6 separate regions of the Mus musculus genome follow, and all the other regions are linked to region 6. The links are chromatin contacts, called in public HiCAR-type, HiChIP or PLAC-seq and promoter capture Hi-C maps. All regions are on one chromosome and are shown on one strand. The core of a region is the stretch at or near the end of the contact, and the rest is flanking DNA. Distances in the headings are between cores, read along the strand shown.

The links. Promoter capture Hi-C pulls out the DNA fragments that hold promoters and counts their contacts. HiCAR-type assays count read pairs that join an accessible place to other places. HiChIP or PLAC-seq counts read pairs in DNA pulled down with a chosen protein or histone mark. Capture Hi-C pulls out chosen DNA fragments and counts their contacts.
Region 1: a contact with region 6 is called in a promoter capture Hi-C map of liver, with 3 times the contacts expected there. The contact joins the enhancer-like site here to the promoter of Nuf2 in region 6. A contact is called at or near these places in 4 of 39 promoter capture datasets (3T3-L1-derived adipocytes, hippocampal neurons, liver and 1 more) and 1 of 115 datasets of contacts at active chromatin or transcription factors (large pre-B cells).
Region 2: a promoter capture Hi-C map of pre-B cells shows a contact between it and region 6, with 8 times the contacts expected there. The contact joins the promoter of Tmco1 here to the promoter of Nuf2 in region 6. A contact is called at or near these places in 7 of 39 promoter capture datasets (the C10 cell line, hippocampal neurons, liver and 2 more), 1 of 484 Hi-C or Micro-C datasets (CD8 T cells), 2 of 115 datasets of contacts at active chromatin or transcription factors (astrocytes and large pre-B cells) and 1 of 9 other capture datasets (liver).
Region 3: a promoter capture Hi-C map of liver shows a contact between it and region 6, with 4 times the contacts expected there. The contact joins the promoter of Pigm here to the promoter of Nuf2 in region 6. A contact is called at or near these places in 3 of 39 promoter capture datasets (erythroid cells, liver and pre-B cells) and 1 of 9 other capture datasets (liver).
Region 4: a contact with region 6 is called in a HiCAR-type map of astrocytes, with 8 times the contacts expected there. The contact joins the promoter of Mgst3 here to the promoter of Nuf2 in region 6. A contact is called at or near these places in 4 of 39 promoter capture datasets (3T3-L1-derived adipocytes, hippocampal neurons, liver and 1 more), 1 of 484 Hi-C or Micro-C datasets (macrophages), 3 of 115 datasets of contacts at active chromatin or transcription factors (astrocytes, large pre-B cells and stem cell-derived neural progenitor cells) and 1 of 9 other capture datasets (liver).
Region 5: an H3K27ac HiChIP or PLAC-seq map of extraembryonic endoderm stem cells shows a contact between it and region 6, with 12 times the contacts expected there. The contact joins the enhancer-like site here to the promoter of Nuf2 in region 6. A contact is called at or near these places in 2 of 39 promoter capture datasets (liver and pre-B cells) and 2 of 115 datasets of contacts at active chromatin or transcription factors (extraembryonic endoderm stem cells and trophoblast stem cells).

Annotation. Positions count from the first base shown.
Region 1 is chr1:167,373,120-167,375,983 of GRCm38.p6, forward strand. It overlaps Mgst3 (microsomal glutathione S-transferase 3), which reads right to left. Exons shown (of 6, transcript NM_025569.2): 4 at 2,333-2,390; 5 at 674-746. Among named protein-coding and RNA genes, the nearest start is that of Mgst3, 19 kb to the right of the region's middle. Within about 2 kb of position 1,527, at least 63 of the 459 cell types and tissues checked have an H3K27ac peak or open chromatin away from gene starts, as enhancers often do. A contact at or near this core is called in liver, where this site is marked.
Region 2 is chr1:167,307,362-167,310,165 of GRCm38.p6, forward strand. Tmco1 (transmembrane and coiled-coil domains 1) reads left to right here and starts at 1,309. Exons shown (of 7, transcript NM_001039483.1): 1 at 1,309-1,572; 2 at 1,945-2,022. The coding sequence starts at 1,503.
Region 3 is chr1:172,375,102-172,377,801 of GRCm38.p6, forward strand. Pigm (phosphatidylinositol glycan anchor biosynthesis, class M) reads left to right here and starts at 1,430. Exons shown (of 1, transcript NM_026234.4): 1 at 1,430-2,700. The coding sequence starts at 1,598.
Region 4 is chr1:167,392,394-167,395,249 of GRCm38.p6, forward strand. It overlaps Mgst3 (microsomal glutathione S-transferase 3), which reads right to left and starts at 1,448. Exons shown (of 6, transcript NM_025569.2): 1 at 1,358-1,448.
Region 5 is chr1:167,270,176-167,272,885 of GRCm38.p6, forward strand. The region is part of intron 1 of Uck2 (uridine-cytidine kinase 2); the gene reads right to left. Among named protein-coding and RNA genes, the nearest start is that of Gm46170, 4.7 kb to the left of the region's middle. Within about 2 kb of position 1,391, at least 256 of the 459 cell types and tissues checked have an H3K27ac peak or open chromatin away from gene starts, as enhancers often do. A contact at or near this core is called in extraembryonic endoderm stem cells, liver and trophoblast stem cells, where this site is marked.
Region 6 is chr1:169,530,173-169,532,901 of GRCm38.p6, forward strand. Nuf2 (NUF2, NDC80 kinetochore complex component) reads right to left here and starts at 1,292. Exons shown (of 15, transcript NM_001355159.1): 1 at 1,150-1,292. Gm34624 (a long non-coding RNA gene) reads left to right here and starts at 1,405. Exons shown (of 3, transcript XR_373698.2): 1 at 1,405-1,925.

The DNA.
Region 1 (2,864 bases), core at 277-2,776, 2.2 Mb before region 6:
TCTAAGGGTAGTAAGAAGAAAAAGAACGGACCTTCACGTTAATTCTTAAGCCACTTCCTCATTTTAAATTGTATCATACTTTATGTATATGGGTATTTTGTCTGCATGTGTGTCTGTGCACCACTTGCATGCTTGTCCTAGAGCTGGAGTGACAGACTGTTGTGAGCTGGGAATCAAACCTGGATCCTCCAGAAGAGCAGTCAGTCACCTGAACAGCCGAGCCATCTCTCTGGCCCCATTTCTTCCTCCACCTTTAAATCCCAAACCAAGAGTTAAAATACAGTAACAATATTTAAAATTTGGCTGGGCGGTGATTTGTGAGTTCGAGGCAGGCACATCTCTGTGAGTTCAAGGCCAGCCTGGTCTATAAGGTGAGTTCCAGGGCAGCCAGAGCTACACAGTCTTAAAAAAAAAAAAAAAAAAAAAAAACCTAAAATAAAGTAAAAATAAAAAATAAATAAAATTTGTTTTGGGGGCAGAAGAGATGGCTCAGTGGTTAGGAACACCTGCTGCTCTTGCAGCGGGCCAGAATTCAGTCATCAGCACCCATGTTAGGTGGCTTGCACCTGAAACTGCAGCTCCAGGGGTGGGCTGGTGCACACAGGTACATAATACATATTAAAGAAGATAAATCTAAAATGCATTTCCTTGGCGGATGTCAGCATCTACTTACCTCCTGTGTAGTAGCCATATGCGTAAAGGACTCGCCCAATAATCCAGGCCAGGCCCAGGCCAGAAGCTATGCGCTAGGATGAAAGGACAGCACGATGTTTGCATTAAAGAAGCAGACCTCCATTAATTAATGCCTACAGCTGACAACACCTGTGTTGGCCAATGGTAATTTCATGCATTTGCTAATGTATTTCTCACAGAGTTAGGAAATCATGGGGTTATTCGTCTCAGTCAGGAAAATTGAAGACCCGTGGTTGTCTACAATGGCATGCTCAATGGCAAGGTGAATCCTAGCTTTCCTGATGGGAGGACTGTGGACCAGAAGGAACTTCCTTCTCAGGGCAACTGGGGGAACTGGTTCTGGAGCGCAGGTAAGAGCAGGCAGGCCTCAGGGTTCCAGGGTGAGTCAGAAGAGGAAACTCTGATATCTGAAATGGGACCCTGGGTCTCACACACTGACTGAACAGCTGCTGGGTTACACTGTCTGCAGGGACAATGCCTGGATGAAGCCAGTGCTGCAGCCTGCACCCAGTAGGGCTGGAGCTCCATGAGACAAGGTGAGAAAAAAATGTATAGCAAACCCATGAATATGTGTACCTAGAGGGCAAAGGGCTCCCCATTCCCAACACTCCTGACAGGAGAGGGTAAAGGCTTATGAAGGTTGAGACACCCTTCTCTTCCATTCATCCCGAGTAACCCCACTTCCCAGACAGAATAAGAAGGAGCTAAGGTTGGCGCAGGGTGAGCCGCTAGTGTTATGGGCGGTGCTGGTTGCTATGGGCGGTGCTGGTTGCTATGGGAGGATTTGCATGAACTGACTCCGGATGAGAAGTCTCCGGCGGGAGGATGAAGTTCAACTATCGATAGAGCCCCAGTTACTCTCTATTTTAGCTTAGTCTCTGCCAGGCCGTTCTTCTCTACAGTGCTGCGTAATTGCTAGCAATTTTGGGTCAATGTTTTTGGGCTGTTTTCAGTTGTACAGGTGCCCGCCTGTCCTGTCCACTGCTATAACCTCAGGTGTGACTAATGACTGCGTGCCTTCTGGATGCCGGGTGCTACAGACAGACAGACACCTGCAGTTCCTTCTTCCTCATCGCTTGTGAGTTTGCTTAACTGTCACCTCAGTAAGAGCCCCGACCCTGGCCACACTCCTCATCATCTCTGAGCCCCACACTCCTGTCCTGCCTCCTAACAGTTTGCTACTGGGCACTCAGCACTTTCTAACATACTTCACTTATGACCCCAATTAAAGGAAAGGCTGATTAATCCAGGCGTCTGCCTGTCTTGTTCACTGCTGTAACCTTGGGTGTGGGTAGATGTTTGTTTTTTGCATAGGTGAATGAGGAAAGCAAATCCACTCCCTGTGGACACAAACCTTTCAGAAATAGATGGACCTGGGGTCAAAGTTCACGCTTCTGGGGCTCAGCTGACCCCATGAAAGTTAAATAGTGGCTAAGAGGCTTCTCCTCTCTCTAAGAAAACTAGGTGAGATCTGCCTACTTTAAAGCAAACCTCATAATAACTCAGTAAATAAAATCCTTTTAAATAAGTGCTGCTTGACCCCAGGCTCCTCATTCCAGGTTCCTCTCCTTCTCCCTGTGCCCTGGGTAGCTCGGGGGAACCACATCTAAATGGATGAACAGCCCCAGAAGAAACTTACCGGGTGGTAAACACCTCCCACCGTTAGGAAAAACAGGAAGGGAGGGTACACCTCCAACCTGGAATGGACAGAAGGTAGCTTTTAAAACAGTATTTTCAAGTCTGGCAGTGGTGGCTCACACCTTTAATCCCGATACTGGGGAGGCAGAGGCAGAGGCAGAGGCAGGAGGATCTCTGTGAATTTGAGGACAGCCTGGTCTACAGAGTGAGCTCCAGGACAGGCAAGGCTATGTAGAGAAATCCTGTCTTGAAAAACAAAAACACCCCCCCACCCCCGCCCAAAAAAAAAAAAACCCCACCACCACCAACAAAATTTCCTCATGGATGTCTGTCCAGAACTTTAAGGACTTATAAGGAACTCCACTTTCATGTTGGAAGGTTAGAAGCTCAAGTACAAACTCTGGCTGAAGGGAGATGTGCTCACCAGGACCCACCTGCTTTTGCTCTAGCTGAGAGTAAAAGAACTTCTCGTCCTACAGACTCATGTGGAAGTCTCAGATTGGGAAAGTCTCCTAAGGGACGCTCAGTCTGAA
Region 2 (2,804 bases), core at 59-2,558, 2.2 Mb before region 6:
CCTCCGTGAAGAATCGGTCTTGCGCTCTCAACACTTTAGCTATAATTCTATCTTACTATGGCGTACAATTTCCCTGGGGAATTTTGGAACCAAGGAATCTTATCTTGCTCCATCTTACAGGGCCCAGTACTGTTCCTGACATATATTTAATGTCTATTAAAGACGTATATTTATAGTTATATCTTTATTTAATAGACATATATTTAATATCTATTAAAGGAGTCCTGGATAAATATAAGGCAAGAGAAACTAAAAAGGTAATGCTACAGAAGATTTATAAATTGTGTGCAGTGAAATTTGGAAGAACAATGACAGAAAATGGAAGTCAAACTGGGCATGGTGGCACAGTTATGGAAAGCTAGGACAGGGGGGTCTCTTGAGTGCTCCAGGTCAACCAGGGCTCCATAGTGCAACCCTGTCTCAAAAAAACACAAGGACGCACAAAGGAAGACTTCTGAGTTTTCTTGAGGAAAAAGAGCAGATCTGAGAATTGGGAGGAATCGAGTGCTCTTATATCAAGGCCTTCCCGTCATTTTCTCGCCCCGCTTGCACACGGTAATTTACAGTCCATCACGGAGGACATCTGAGTGTATGAGGCTCTCTCAAGACATCCTACTTTTACACACCACACCTTTTTCTATCCCCGTGTCCGTCCCCCCCCAACCCCCCGGCTGTTTTTTTTTTTCTTTCTTTCTTTTTTTTTTCGAGACAGGGTTTCTCTGTATAGCCCTGGCTGTCCTGGAACTCACTCTGTAGACCAGGCTGGCCTCGAACTCAGAAATCGGCCTGCCTCTGCCTCCCAAGTGCTGGGATTAAAGGCGTGCGCCACCACCGCCCAGCCCCCAAAACACTTCTAACTCAAATTCAACGTTTTCACTTCTTCCCCTTCGACTGCGCCACCGTTCCTTCCAATAAAAGCCCGGCCGCAGCAAGCGAGTTGTGCAGCCCTTCTCCTCCAACGGCGTCCCCGGCATCATAAAGGCTGGTTTAACCAGCGCCCGAGGACTCCTCGACTCGGCTCGCCCAGCCCAGGACCGGGGCGAGCCCCCAGACCCTGACGCTCCGCACGCGGTGGCCTAACTTTTCGGCCACGGAGGCGGGGATGCGGGTGAAGTCCAGCCACCGTGTGACAGGGTTCTAGTGTGAGGTAGGCGATCGGGCTCGGAGAGCAGGTAACGCACTGCCGAGGTCGCAACGCCGCCGCCACCACACCGCCATCCTCCGACCGACCTGGCTTTCCAACTCTCGCGAGACCGGGCCTGGCGCGCGCCTTCGGCCCCCGAGACTTGCGCGTTGCCGCTCTCTCCCGACTATGGCGGCCAGACGGCGGGAGTGAAGCCTGTAGTTCCGGGTCGGCGCCCCGGAAGCGGAAGTGTAGACTCGGGGCTGTCAAAGTTGTAGCGCTCCTCGAGGGTCGGTCCCGCCACGTCTCTTCCCGGTCTCTCTGGCTCTGGAGTGCTTTCCCCCCGCGGAGGGTGGGAGCGCGGGGACAGACGGGCGAGATGAGCACCATGTTTGCAGACACGCTGCTCATCGTCTTTATCTCCGTGTGCACCGCGCTGCTCGCCGAGGGTGAGGGCGGCTGTTTCCTTGGACGTTTGATTAATCCCAGGGTGGAAGGGCACTGGGGTCCCTCGCACCCCATGAGCAAAGATCGGGAGCCTCACTCCCTGCGGCCTGCGTGGTCCGTTGCAAGAAATCCCGGGCTCATCCCCCTATAGAAGCAGGAGAGTAGTGTGGAGTCATACGTCCTGATTTTCTTTACGTATTTGTGGATACACTGAAAAAAACAAAACAAAACATGGGTTGATCTGACTTTGAAAAAAGTTACTGATAAGTATAGAGCAAAATGTCGAAATCCTTTTGTCTCCAATACTAACAATTAAAGATGGTTTGTTGTGATTTCCATTTATTTCTCATTAGCATGTTGCTTTTACTGTTTAGGCATAACCTGGGTCCTGGTTTACAGGACAGACAAATACAAGAGATTGAAGGCAGAAGTGGAAAAACAAAGTAAAAAATGTGAGTATGGTAAGACGGTGGACGGTTCAACACGGGAAGTTCAATGGGTGCATGTTCACAGTAACTAAGAGAGGAGTATACCAAGAATACTACAAGCCAGTGTTCCTTGTTAGGGCAACTGAAATCTCAACACTCAGGAGATGGACATGATTGTGAGTTCGCAGCTAGTGTGGGCTACATAGGGAGATTCATGTTACAAACAAAACCATACTCTAACTTGGTAAAGATAGAAATCAAAGACCTTTGTGCAGCATCTTTAATAAAGCTAAAAGGAATCTGGGTGTGGTAGAGCTCCAGATAGGGCAGGCCTGGTCTACATAGTGCATTCCAGGCTGGATCTACTTCCTGTCGAGACCTTGCCTAAAACGGGGGGGGGGGGGGGGGGGGCGGGGAGCTAAAGGGGAAAGGGGTCATGGCAGACACACACACACACACACACAGAGTCTTCATTCTAAAGAAGAGGTCCTGTTCTGTTGTGAGAGACTATGGAAGATCTCATGGTACAGATGGACCCAGTGCCTTGTGGATTAGTTAGAATGTAGATAGAAGATAAAAGAGGGAGAGGAAATTCTAGGGAAAGGAAAAATCACGTAAACATGGAGATTTGAATGTGTGAGCTGTGTTTGGAGAATAAGTCACTGTGACTAGTGTCAGTGGGAGTGGTACCCTTTAAAGTTTAGCCAAGTTTCAGTCGGGTGAGAAAGCTGAAAAATGATTGAAAAAATGATTAACATGGGTAAAATTTGTGACTTTTGAAGGAAAGTTAAAATTTAGCAGGGCAC
Region 3 (2,700 bases), core at 180-2,679, 2.8 Mb after region 6:
ATTTTGCTCATTGATACAGATAGGGATATCTACTTTACATTAAAAAGTAGTTAGTATGTCTGACAACTGGGAATAAGTCCTTAACAAATAACAATTATGATAATTTAGGCCACGTATACTGTGATAACACAGTATCATTCAAATAACTCTTGACAGGCTCGACTTCTAAGATCAAGCCAGACAGTCTGTGTCAGTTACCATGTGCCTGCAACTGTAATGCAAGGAAGTACAAAGAAATACATACTTTCTACTCTCAAGAACCCTACAATTTAGTTATAAGGTTATTTGAATGGTAATGTGTTATCACAGTATATTATGGGCAATGCATAGTAAAAAACCAATAGAGGTAGTTATTAATCTACACCATGTAATTACATCAAAGCACAGACATACCAGACTATGACTAGAGGTTAATACGGCTCACTCAAAGGATAAATGTGAAGTGTAGGATGAGAGATGTCTAGGCCGAATGGAGCCACTTCTATGGTAATCTAGAAGACATTCCCTAGGGGCAGGCTCAGTTTGTAAGATCAAGGCAGTCTGCGTCAGTTACCATGCGTCTGAGACTGTAATACATTACAAGAAAGTACAAAGAAATAAAGAAATACTTTCTACTCTCACGAACAATTTACTTGAAACTGAAAACATTGTAAAATAAAGTATGAAGTTCTTGGCCCGGCGTGGTGGCGCACGCCTTTAATCCCACCACTTGGGAGGCAGAGGCAGGCGAATTTCTGAGTTCGAGGCCAGCCTGGTCTACAGAGTGAGTTCCAAGACAGCCAGGACTATACAGAGAAATCCTGTCTCGAAAAACCAGAAAAAAAAAAAAAAAAGAGTATGAAGTTTTAAAAAGTCAATTATAAGTGCAGTAAGAAATCAGGAAAAGAATGAAAGAGTTGGAGTCTTTGGCAAGAAACTAATAGTGGTAGGGTGAACGGAGTGGGTTGACGGCCGATTTTGACCTAGTTGAAGAGTTCTTGAAAAGAACGGAGTTGACAGTACTCCAGGGGAGACAATCTAGACGTATTTCGGTAGGAGGAACCTTCTTATCAGGGTAAAAAGACTATTTTATTTTAGGCTTATTCTTTCCATCTGTATTTCCCACTCTCAGTCCTCCAAGCCAGTTGGGCGGGATGTAAGTAGCAGCAGGTAGCAGCTCACTGTGTTCAGCGTCCTCCTCCGTAGATCTGAGCTGGGAACGCGGAAGCTCTGGTTACTAAAAACAAAGTTCACCCAGGTCCCAGGTCCACGACATCTCAGCCACTCCGGGATTTCCGGACAGCGGAAGCGTCGCCAATAAGGGACCGGAAATCCCGCCTTCGCCGGAGGAAGCTGCGGACGCTAGACAGCCAATCCCGAGGAAGGCAATCGTTCCGCGGAGACAGCTGAGAGCCCGCGCGGGGCTGGAGGCCGGAAGTACCGTGGGGGCGGGACTTGGGGTGCCGGAAGTGATCATTCCTCGGTTCTTCCTGTCGGTGCTGTAGCAGAGGAGATGCTCCCGGCGGCTGAGAGGCGTCAGCCCGAGGACGGTTAGCGAGAGGGGCGCAGTGTGGACCCGGGGCCGGGCCGGGCCGGGCGGGTGGCCCGCACTCGGACCATGAGCTACCCCATGCACTGGGGGGAATGGATCCTGAACTTTCGGGTGCCGCCCGCCGGGGTGTTCGGCGTGGCCTTCCTGGCCCGGGTCGCCCTGGTTTTCTACGGTGTCTTCCAGGACCGGACTCTGCTGGTGAGGTACACCGACATAGACTACCACGTGTTCACGGACGCCGCGCGCTTCGTCACGGAAGGGCGCTCCCCGTACCTGCGGGCGACCTACCGCTACACCCCGCTCCTGAGCTGGCTCCTCACCCCCAACGTCTACCTCAGCGAACTCTTCGGCAAGTTTCTCTTCATCAGCTGCGATCTCCTCACCGCCTTCCTCCTGTACCGCCTGCTGCTGCTCAAGGGGCTGGGGCGCCGCCAAGCCTGTGGCTACTGCGTCTTCTGGCTTCTCAACCCTTTGCCCATGGCGGTGTCCAGCCGGGGCAACGCGGACTCCATCGTCGCCTCCCTGGTTCTCTCGACCCTGTACTTCATAGAGAAACGGCTCATCGCGTGCGCCGCGGTGTTCTATGGCTTCGCGGTGCACATGAAGATGTACCCGGTGACCTACATCCTCCCCATAGCGCTCCATCTGCGGCCCGAGCGCGACGATGACGAGCGTCTCCGGCAAGCCCGGTTCTCTTTCCAGGCTCGTTTGTACGACTTCCTGAGGAGGCTGTGTAGCTGGGCAGTGCTGCTTTTCGTAGCAGTTGCAGGGCTCACGTTTGTTGCCCTGAGCTTCGGTTTTTACTATAAGTACGGTTGGGAGTTTTTGGAGCACACCTACTTTTATCACCTAACTAGGAGGGATATCCGCCATAATTTCTCTCCGTACTTCTATATGCTGTATTTGACTGCCGAGAGCAAGTGGAGTTTTACTCTGGGGATTGCGGCGTTCCTGCCACAGTTCATCTTGCTGTCAGCCGCATCTTTCGCCTACTACAGAGACCTTGTCTTCTGCTGTTTCCTTCATACGTCCATTTTTGTGACTTTTAACAAAGTCTGCACCTCTCAGTACTTTCTTTGGTATCTCTGCCTTCTGCCTCTGGTGATGCCACTGGTGAGGATGCCTTGGAAAAGAGCCGTAGTCCTCTTACTGTTCTGGTTCATAGGACA
Region 4 (2,856 bases), core at 198-2,697, 2.1 Mb before region 6:
GAAAAAAAAAAAAAGAATCACTTGACAGAGTTTTCTATTTCTGTAACATTGTGTCAGGAAGAAGCTGAGCAGAATGTACTTCCCAGGGTGAAAGCACATGTTTGGATTTCAGATGTTAGTTTTATTTAACTCCTTAGATAAATTTAGCTCCTGTGAGAATAAACAATTCTGGATCCCCTGACTCAAGACAGTATACTCTCATTATGGACACACTGAAAGAAAACACACCGGGTAACCCTGACTAATAACCTTGGCTGCTTCCGGGAAACTGCAGTCTGCAGGTGCCCTACAGATTCCCGCAGGGAAGCCCTGGTTTCTGCTACTACCTTAAAATCTGCAGCAGACCCTGCAAGGCCACACCTAAGCCACCAGTACAGGCAACAGAGCAGAGAGCTGGTTGCTCTCTGGGGCACCTCCTTTCCCTAGTTAAGGGATTCAAGTCCCAACCCGCAGCGCAGCGTTGCTTTCCTACCCATCCGACCATCTGTCTCTGCTTTTCCTCTACTTCCTTTTCCGCACTGACTTGTACCCTAGGCTACTTGCAGACTGGTGCCTCCCAAGCAAAGAATTAACAGAAACCACAACCTCGGGAGTGACTCAGTGTCTCTTACTCCCTTCCACCACCCTGCAGGTGCCCCACCCTGTGGTTCTGGGTCTCCCTGTAGCGACACAAGATAAGTAAAGGGACACTTGCGGACATGTGAGTATGGGATGAATTAATATCCCACTCACTCTTCCCAAGAAGTCTCTTGCTATGAGGACAGAAGTAAGAAAATGACCCATATTCAGGTATCAATGCAAATATTTCTACGAGGCGAGAGGAAAACAAATGCAATTCCCTCTGAGACCCTCTCGAAGGATCCTAGCAACAAGACATCCATAGCAGGCGCGGCGCTTGCACGCCACTTATGAAACCTGTGCTAGATCAGGTACGAATGGCCAGTTCCCACTGCAGAGTTCCGGGCTCCTTTCTCTGTATTAACAGCTGCAGTGAGTAAGGTCAGGTGGTCTCTTGAAGGCCGAAAGAGGGAGCCCCAGGTCTTTACACAATTGGAATTAAGGAGGGGGAGGAAAATAAGGAATTGAGGATGAGCTGACCTTGAGAACCTCCCTGAGTTAGAGATAGCGAGGTAGGGGCCTCCCCGAGAAGCTCCTAAGCTACACCATCGGGGGGAGCATGCAGGGAGGGCGGAGGGCAGAGTGGGTAGAAATGCAGAGCTCAAATCGACCGATAAAGAAGGGAGGTTGGAGACCCCAATTCCGTTCCAAGTGACTGAGATACCGGTTGTGCATGTGCAGGCATTCAGGTGTCCCAGTGAAGCTAAAGCTCCTGCAGCTCGCAGCTGCCAGCACTTACCTGGCTCACCTTCGTGCGCCTGGTACAGACCTGAGAAGCACAGCAGTGCCTAGGTGCGGCTCTAGCTGTCCCGCAGGACCCGCCCCACTCCGCCCCGCCCCGCGCGGCCACGCCCTCGGGACCGCCCCCGAGACCGCCTCTGACTTTGGCGGTTCTAGCTGTTTCTTAAACTAGACTGCATTTTTTCCCTGTGTCGGGTAGCCCGCATATCTACTTTTCCGGCTCCCCAGTGTATATATTTGCTCTACTCTCCAAGTATCTTTTCGTGACTACAGTATTAAATTGCTCCTAGAGATTTGTTCTGCTTGGTTGGAACAGAAGCGACAGTAACGCGTTAGTAATTTGTCCCCGGCAGGGCACTGTAACTCAGCTTGCTGCGCGTGCGCAGAAAGTAGAGCGTAGTTTATGGAGAGCTTGGGGTGGGTGGGGAAGGCGTGTGTCTCACTTTTGGACTCTCTTGGGGAGGGGGCGTTTGAAACTGTGGGAGTTCCCTTAGCCTGCGCCGTTGGCGCGTACCTCAGCTCTGCCTACACGGTGCACCGCACCCATTCTCTCTCCCCCAGCCCCACAGGCGGGCTCCTATGGCTTGGCTCGCCCAGGTATTTCTTCCCGGACCCCGGCACAAACTTAACAAAGAGCACAGGCGCACCCTCTTGTGCCACCTCGCGGCGGCCTCCAGGAGAGCCTTGGATAGGACCTACTAAGCAGAAGCAGACCTTGACTGCTAATTTCTATAAGTTCTGCTTTAAACCGGTCGCAGAAAGCACCGAAGCTATCTGCTACTTTTTTTTTTTTTTTTTTTTTTTGCCCCGCGTTTCTGAAATGCCCTAAGAAACTTAACATGCTACGACCTAAGAAACTAGGTCAGACAGTGCATACCTTTTAATGTCTCTCCCCTCCTTCCTCACAAACACCAGAGAATAAGTTTATTCTGTAGCCAAATATGAGTGACCATGGCCTGCAGTGGCCAACTGTAATTTCGTGAACTTCTAGTAACAGAACCAAAGAAATTCCTAAGTCAAGTTCCCTTTCTTGTACGTTGGGAACGGGTGGTGGTGGGGGCATCAGGTGTGCAGATTATAGCAAAGCCTGGAATAAGATCTCAGATATTGTCTGATGACATTCTTTGTCTTGAGTTCGTAGAGGCTAGTGGCAGGTTTGTACTCTCTGAAATGATTTGAGTGATAGGTCCGAGATAGCTGTTCAAATACATAAATGACTAGTAAGGATGTTAAAGCTAGCTTGATTGGCTGAAGGTTTCCACCCCTCCACAATCACCAAAATTTTAATCAGTACAATTTTTAAGATTTTCGGATCTTTAGCACAGCTTGCATACCCTTCCTTTCTTCCACCTGTCTTTCTCCCTCACAGCCCAGGTGTGCCTCAAGTTCATATTGCCATGTAGCTCACACTGGTCTTGAACTGATCCTCCTGCCTCCACCTTCCAACTCTTGGCATTATAGAGGTGCACTAGTGAGCCCATCCTCACGAGAATCTCT
Region 5 (2,710 bases), core at 141-2,640, 2.3 Mb before region 6:
CCGCAGCAATGTGGAGAATGTTCTGGAGGGGGTCCAGGCTGCTGGCTGGGAAGCCAGCCACTGGAGAGTCATGCTGTCTGGAAATGATGGAAGCCTGGCTAAGATTCCAAGAGAGATTCACAAGTGGAACGGAGGGGATGGGCAGCCTGGATGGACAGACTGACGGGGGGGGGGGGTGGGGGTGACAGCAGCAAGGTGTCTCTCCCGAGTAGCTGAAGGGAAGGTTGCAGGTGGGACTGGCAGGATTCCAGGTCTCACACACTGAGTGGAAATGCAGGGTGACAGCTGAGGACACGGGAAGGGGGCTCGGGACAAGTGATGACTGAGCAGACTCCAGAAGGGAGACGCGCAGTGAGCCAAGGAGCTTCAGAGGCGGGACCCAAGCCCAAGAAGAAAGAATACACAAAGCAACCGAGAGAACAATGGGAGGCAGGAAGCCAGCAGCAGCCTGAGGGCGGAGGTTGGGGCTGGGGTGGGGGTGCACAGTAGACCGGTGGTTCTCGATCAGTGGGTCTCGACCCCCCTGGGGGAGGTAGGGTGACTATTTCACAGGGGCTGACTATCAGATATCCTGCTTAACAGATATTTACACTACAACTCATAACAGTAGCAACAAACATAGTTTTAAGGTTGCGAGTCACCCCAACACCACCACAGTTTGCAGCACTGGGAAGGTTATGGGCCACTGCAGTAGACGCGTCCTAGAGGAAACAGCACAGTCACGTGATGCAGAAAGGTGAGCTCGGCAAGCAATGGCTTCACAGGATCCAGAGACTGGGGGGGAGGGGTGGCAGGGGAGGGTGATTACACTTAAATCCCGCAAGGAAGACTTCCCCATTAAACTCTCTCCAGCTCCTCTTGATCTGCCCAGAGCTTACTCACGTGGCACTCTCTGACACCTCAGAGATCCCCAGCGCACAGTCAACCTTCACATCACATTACCAACTGAGGAGTGCCTGGCTGAGAATGGAAGCGCCCTCTTCCTTCAGGAGTAAGACATAGTCAATGGTTCGGGGGTCATTACGGTTTGTGTTGTATGTATCAGGGTCTTGCTATATATTCCAAAGTATATCCCCCAATTAAGCCTGGCAGTGGTGGCACATGCCTTTGATCCCAGCTCTCCAAAGGGAGAGGCAGGAGGATTGAGCCAGGGCTATACAAAGGAACCCTGTCTGGGTGGAGAGGGAGGTATTCCCCAATAAAACAAATAAGTACTGGGAATATGTTTAACAATAGACTGATCAGAGAGGCTGTTCTGGCAGCACACACACTGTAGAACATGAAGGCAGGTAACAGGAGGGCGATTGTTCCCGGTTTAGACACCACTGTGTATACACTGGGGCCGGTGTTCTCACAAGCCAGACCTTATCTCCTTTTCACAGATGTAGGGATGAGGTCAAAAGAACCAGATTAAAAACAGGCCAAGACAGGCCAGGAACTGGAGCCTGACAGAGTACAAGGCCTATGTTCCCTGTCCCCAACTCACCTGAAAACACTTTTGCCACAAGCCTGCGAGGTCTCCACCCTAACTGGGCACAGTGACCGATGCCATAAAAGCTTCCATTGGATTACAATGGAAGACCTCAAATCTCACAGTGAACACAATCCCCTGGAAGGCCTGGTGGTGTCCTCAGTGCGGGTGCATCCATCTGGGGAAACAAAGGGTCAACCCAGCTGCAGTGCTCTGGGGACTGGGGACAGCAGACCAGGAAGGTCCTGCGGCTTGCTCTTCCTCCAGAATGGTGTTCATGCCTCCCTCATTCAAATAGGGCGTATTGCTCCATAATGTTCTGCTCTCAAATGTTGGCTTTCCCCACAGAAGCGACAGAGTAGGGGAAATGCAGTCGGTGGCTAATCAAAACACCATGTTTGACCTCCAGAGATCAATAAGTCGTGAGAGCTATGGCACAGCTCCAGGACCAGTCTCCAAAATGGGACTTCCTCAGACAACCAAATATGGAACACATAAGCGTCGTGGGCTCTCTCCTGAGACAGAACGGCCACACTGCTTCTGTGTGATGCTGCCCCCAGCACACCTAGCAGAAATGGGCTTGTGAAGCCCCCACACATGCTGCAGGCCACATGCAGCCCCCAGTTCCAACCCTGAGCTCTGAGTCCTAGTCAGAAGTAGGCATTACCAATAGGATCACAAGTCCATTTGTGTGGGGAGAAGGGTTGTTGGGACTGGATCTATTATGTAGCCCTGGGTGTCCCGGTACTCACTAGGTAGACCAGGCTGGCCCAAAGTCACAGAGATACCTGCTTCTTTCTGCCTCCTTATTGATGGGATTAAAGGTGTGCTCCACTAAAACTGGTAATATTTTATCTTCTAAGTTTAGTGTGTTGCTAGGCAATCAGGCATGCCTTCACTAGATCAGAGACTTTAAAAACACACTTTATAAAGCTGTGTGTCATTTTGTATGGCCTCCTTTGGATGATTACCATATTTATATGTATTATAATGATACATAATTATGTGTATTATAAACTTCTATAAGATCCTACTAAACACTGCTACTTAAAGTGTCCCTTTTTGATGAACGGAGCACAAAGCCTGTGTAAACTGTGAAACATGTATAATGTGCTTTCCATCCTATTAGATGTGCGACAGTGGGGCTGGATGGCTCAGTGGTTAAGAACGCTTATTGCACGGGGCGTTGTGGCGCACGCCTTTGATCCCAGCACTCGGGAGGCAGAGACAGGCGGATTT
Region 6 (2,729 bases), core at 42-2,541:
ATACGGGGAAGGCTTTGTGTTACACCCACGTAGATCCAGGTACATTCAGCTCCCTGACTTTTGGATTATGATATTTTCGCCTTTTGATAAATGGTTCTTGGTTTAATCCAGAGATGGTGGCGCAATGGAGATACATAAAAAATTGGCAAGCATTCAAACAAGTCACACTGACGCCATTCTTGTGGCTCATGCCCGTAAAGTCAGCACTTGAGAGATGGGAGGTGAGAGACTCCCAGGACTCATAGGAAGGGACCTTTGATGAAATGCCCGGCAGTAGGGAGAGGGAACTTATAGAGCCCACCTCCAGCAGAAAGACAGGACATCAAGTGAGGGATGGGGTTGCCATCCCACTGTCACACCTCTGACCCATAATTGTTTCTCTCTGAAAGAATTCCAGGGATGGAAATGGAGAGGAGCCTGTGAAAAAGAAGGTCCAGTGACAGGCCCAAAGTGGGATCCAGCTCAAGGGGCAGTCCCAAGGCCTGACACTACTACTGAGGCTATGAAGCGCTCACAAAAAGGGATCTAACATGACTGCCCTCCGAAAGACCCAACAAGCAGCTGAAAGAGTCAGATGCAGATATTTGCACCCAACCAATGGACAGAAGCAGCTGATCCCTGTTGTTGAATTAGGGATGGCTGAAAGAAGCTGAGGAGGACGATCCTGTAAGGGGACTAGCAATCTCAATTAATCTGGATCCCTGAGATCTCTCAAACACTGGACCACCAAACAGACAGCATACACCAGCAGATATGAGGCCCCCAACACACATAGAGGACTGCCGGGTCTGTGTTCATTCAGAGATGATACACCTAACCCTCAAGAGAGTGGAGGCCCCAGGGAGTTTAGAGATCAGGTGGGGTGGGGGCATCCATGTGGAGACAGGGTGGGGAGGGGAGGAGTTTGGGATGTGGATCAGTCGGAGGGTGGATGGGGAGGGGCGGGGAATGGAATATGAAGTGTAAAAAAATTGAATTACAAATAAAGTTAAATAAATAAATAAAAAAAGGCTAGTCTCAGGAATATAGGGGTTCGAGACCAACCTGGGATAGATGAGCCTGTCAAATCAACACACAAGTTAGTAAACCCAGATGCCCCGATCCTTGGCCTTGCACCCGGCCCTCCAACGCTCACCCGCTCAAACTCACCTGGAGGCCTAGCAGCTCACGGAAAAACAGTTAAAAACCGAGCGTCCAACCGAAAGCCGCTGACCGTTGTCATTTTTCAAACCGGCCGCCTTTTTTTGTGAGGCCGGCCCCTTTCCGCACAGCGCGCTTCCTTCGCGACGGATGCCGAGAAGGCTCAGAAGACCCACGGTGGGTGGGACTTGACGAGTTGCGCAGCGAGCCAGGCTCCAGATCAGCGGAATCATTCTTCAGGGTTATAGTTTCTAGCCGGAACCGCGATTCCGCCAGACCAGGAAGCGCAGCAGTTAGGGGGAGGAGTTCCGGGATGTGTTTACCGGGTTGTCCCAGACTGGAACTTTGCCTTCAGCGTACCTGATAGCGAGCAGGCAGACAGACGGTTTCTAGCCCCTTCTCTTAGGCTCAGAGAGTAACAGGCAATAGAGGATGTGTTGTTCCCAAATTAATCAAAGGCATTATAGAGAATCCAGGAGTAGTAGTAACAGTCTTACTGTTTGATAAGCATTGATGGGGTCAAATTTTGACCTCACTGGATATTTGTACACATCATTTCTCCTTAGGTCCATGAAAGCTTGAGGGCGGGGCAGCGAATGGATGGATAGACATTGTTAAGGACGTCCAATTTAAATCTTTAATTTACTCACTTTGAGGACTCAATATAGGATAATAAATCTAGAAGCATAAACGTACTGGAATATGATTCTACACTTGCCAAACATGAGCAAAACCACTAGTTCATCTCATCGGTGAGCCATTTCTGTGGCTTACTGACATTACAGGTAACAAAGAATATACAGAACTCTCTATTCACGGGTGTTTTAATATCCTTTGAGTACCTTTACTACTTGATTTTTTTAATAAATAGGTAAGATTTTAATTGTTATATTCTTGAGCCAATATTATAGAACATAGTTTCATATAAGTAGATGGAACATGGCTACACTGAAAATACAGTACAATTTAACATGGAGAATTCTGGCAACGTAGCTTTATATCCGGTTTATTCACTGGGCGGCGCTGCTGCATTGATTTTAACATTACTGAGAATTTCATTCCATTTCTTTCCAGTAATCAAAACTACAGAGATAAACATCGGACACAATGTTCTGGATTAAAAATTTTTTTTTTCTAAATTTATGGGCTTTAAAGTACATGTTTACAGTCCTGGCTTAAGAAGAAAAATAGCATTGAATTCAAGTAGTTGTCTGCATTTTATTTCTCTCTAATCATTCTTGTTAATCTGTTTGCCTCTTCAGTCACGTTCATCTTTAGGAAAGATTTTGGAAATTGAGCTATACATTTGAAATACTTTATGCAGTACTAGTCTGAAACTGTAAAATACCTAACATTCGCTGTTTGTGGTGAACTCTAAATAAATACAAGGAACCACAGACCTGGCATTGTGCTTTAACCCCTTAAAATACTTTCCTCAACGTGTACATGAAGTTATATTATTTTAATGTAGTTTATATAAACACCATTCTGAATCATCAGTCAAACATATTTAATATCATGAAAATACTTGCTCAGTGTTTTTATTAATTCAAATTTTATGTTCTAGTAAATTTCCAGTGTTGACTTTA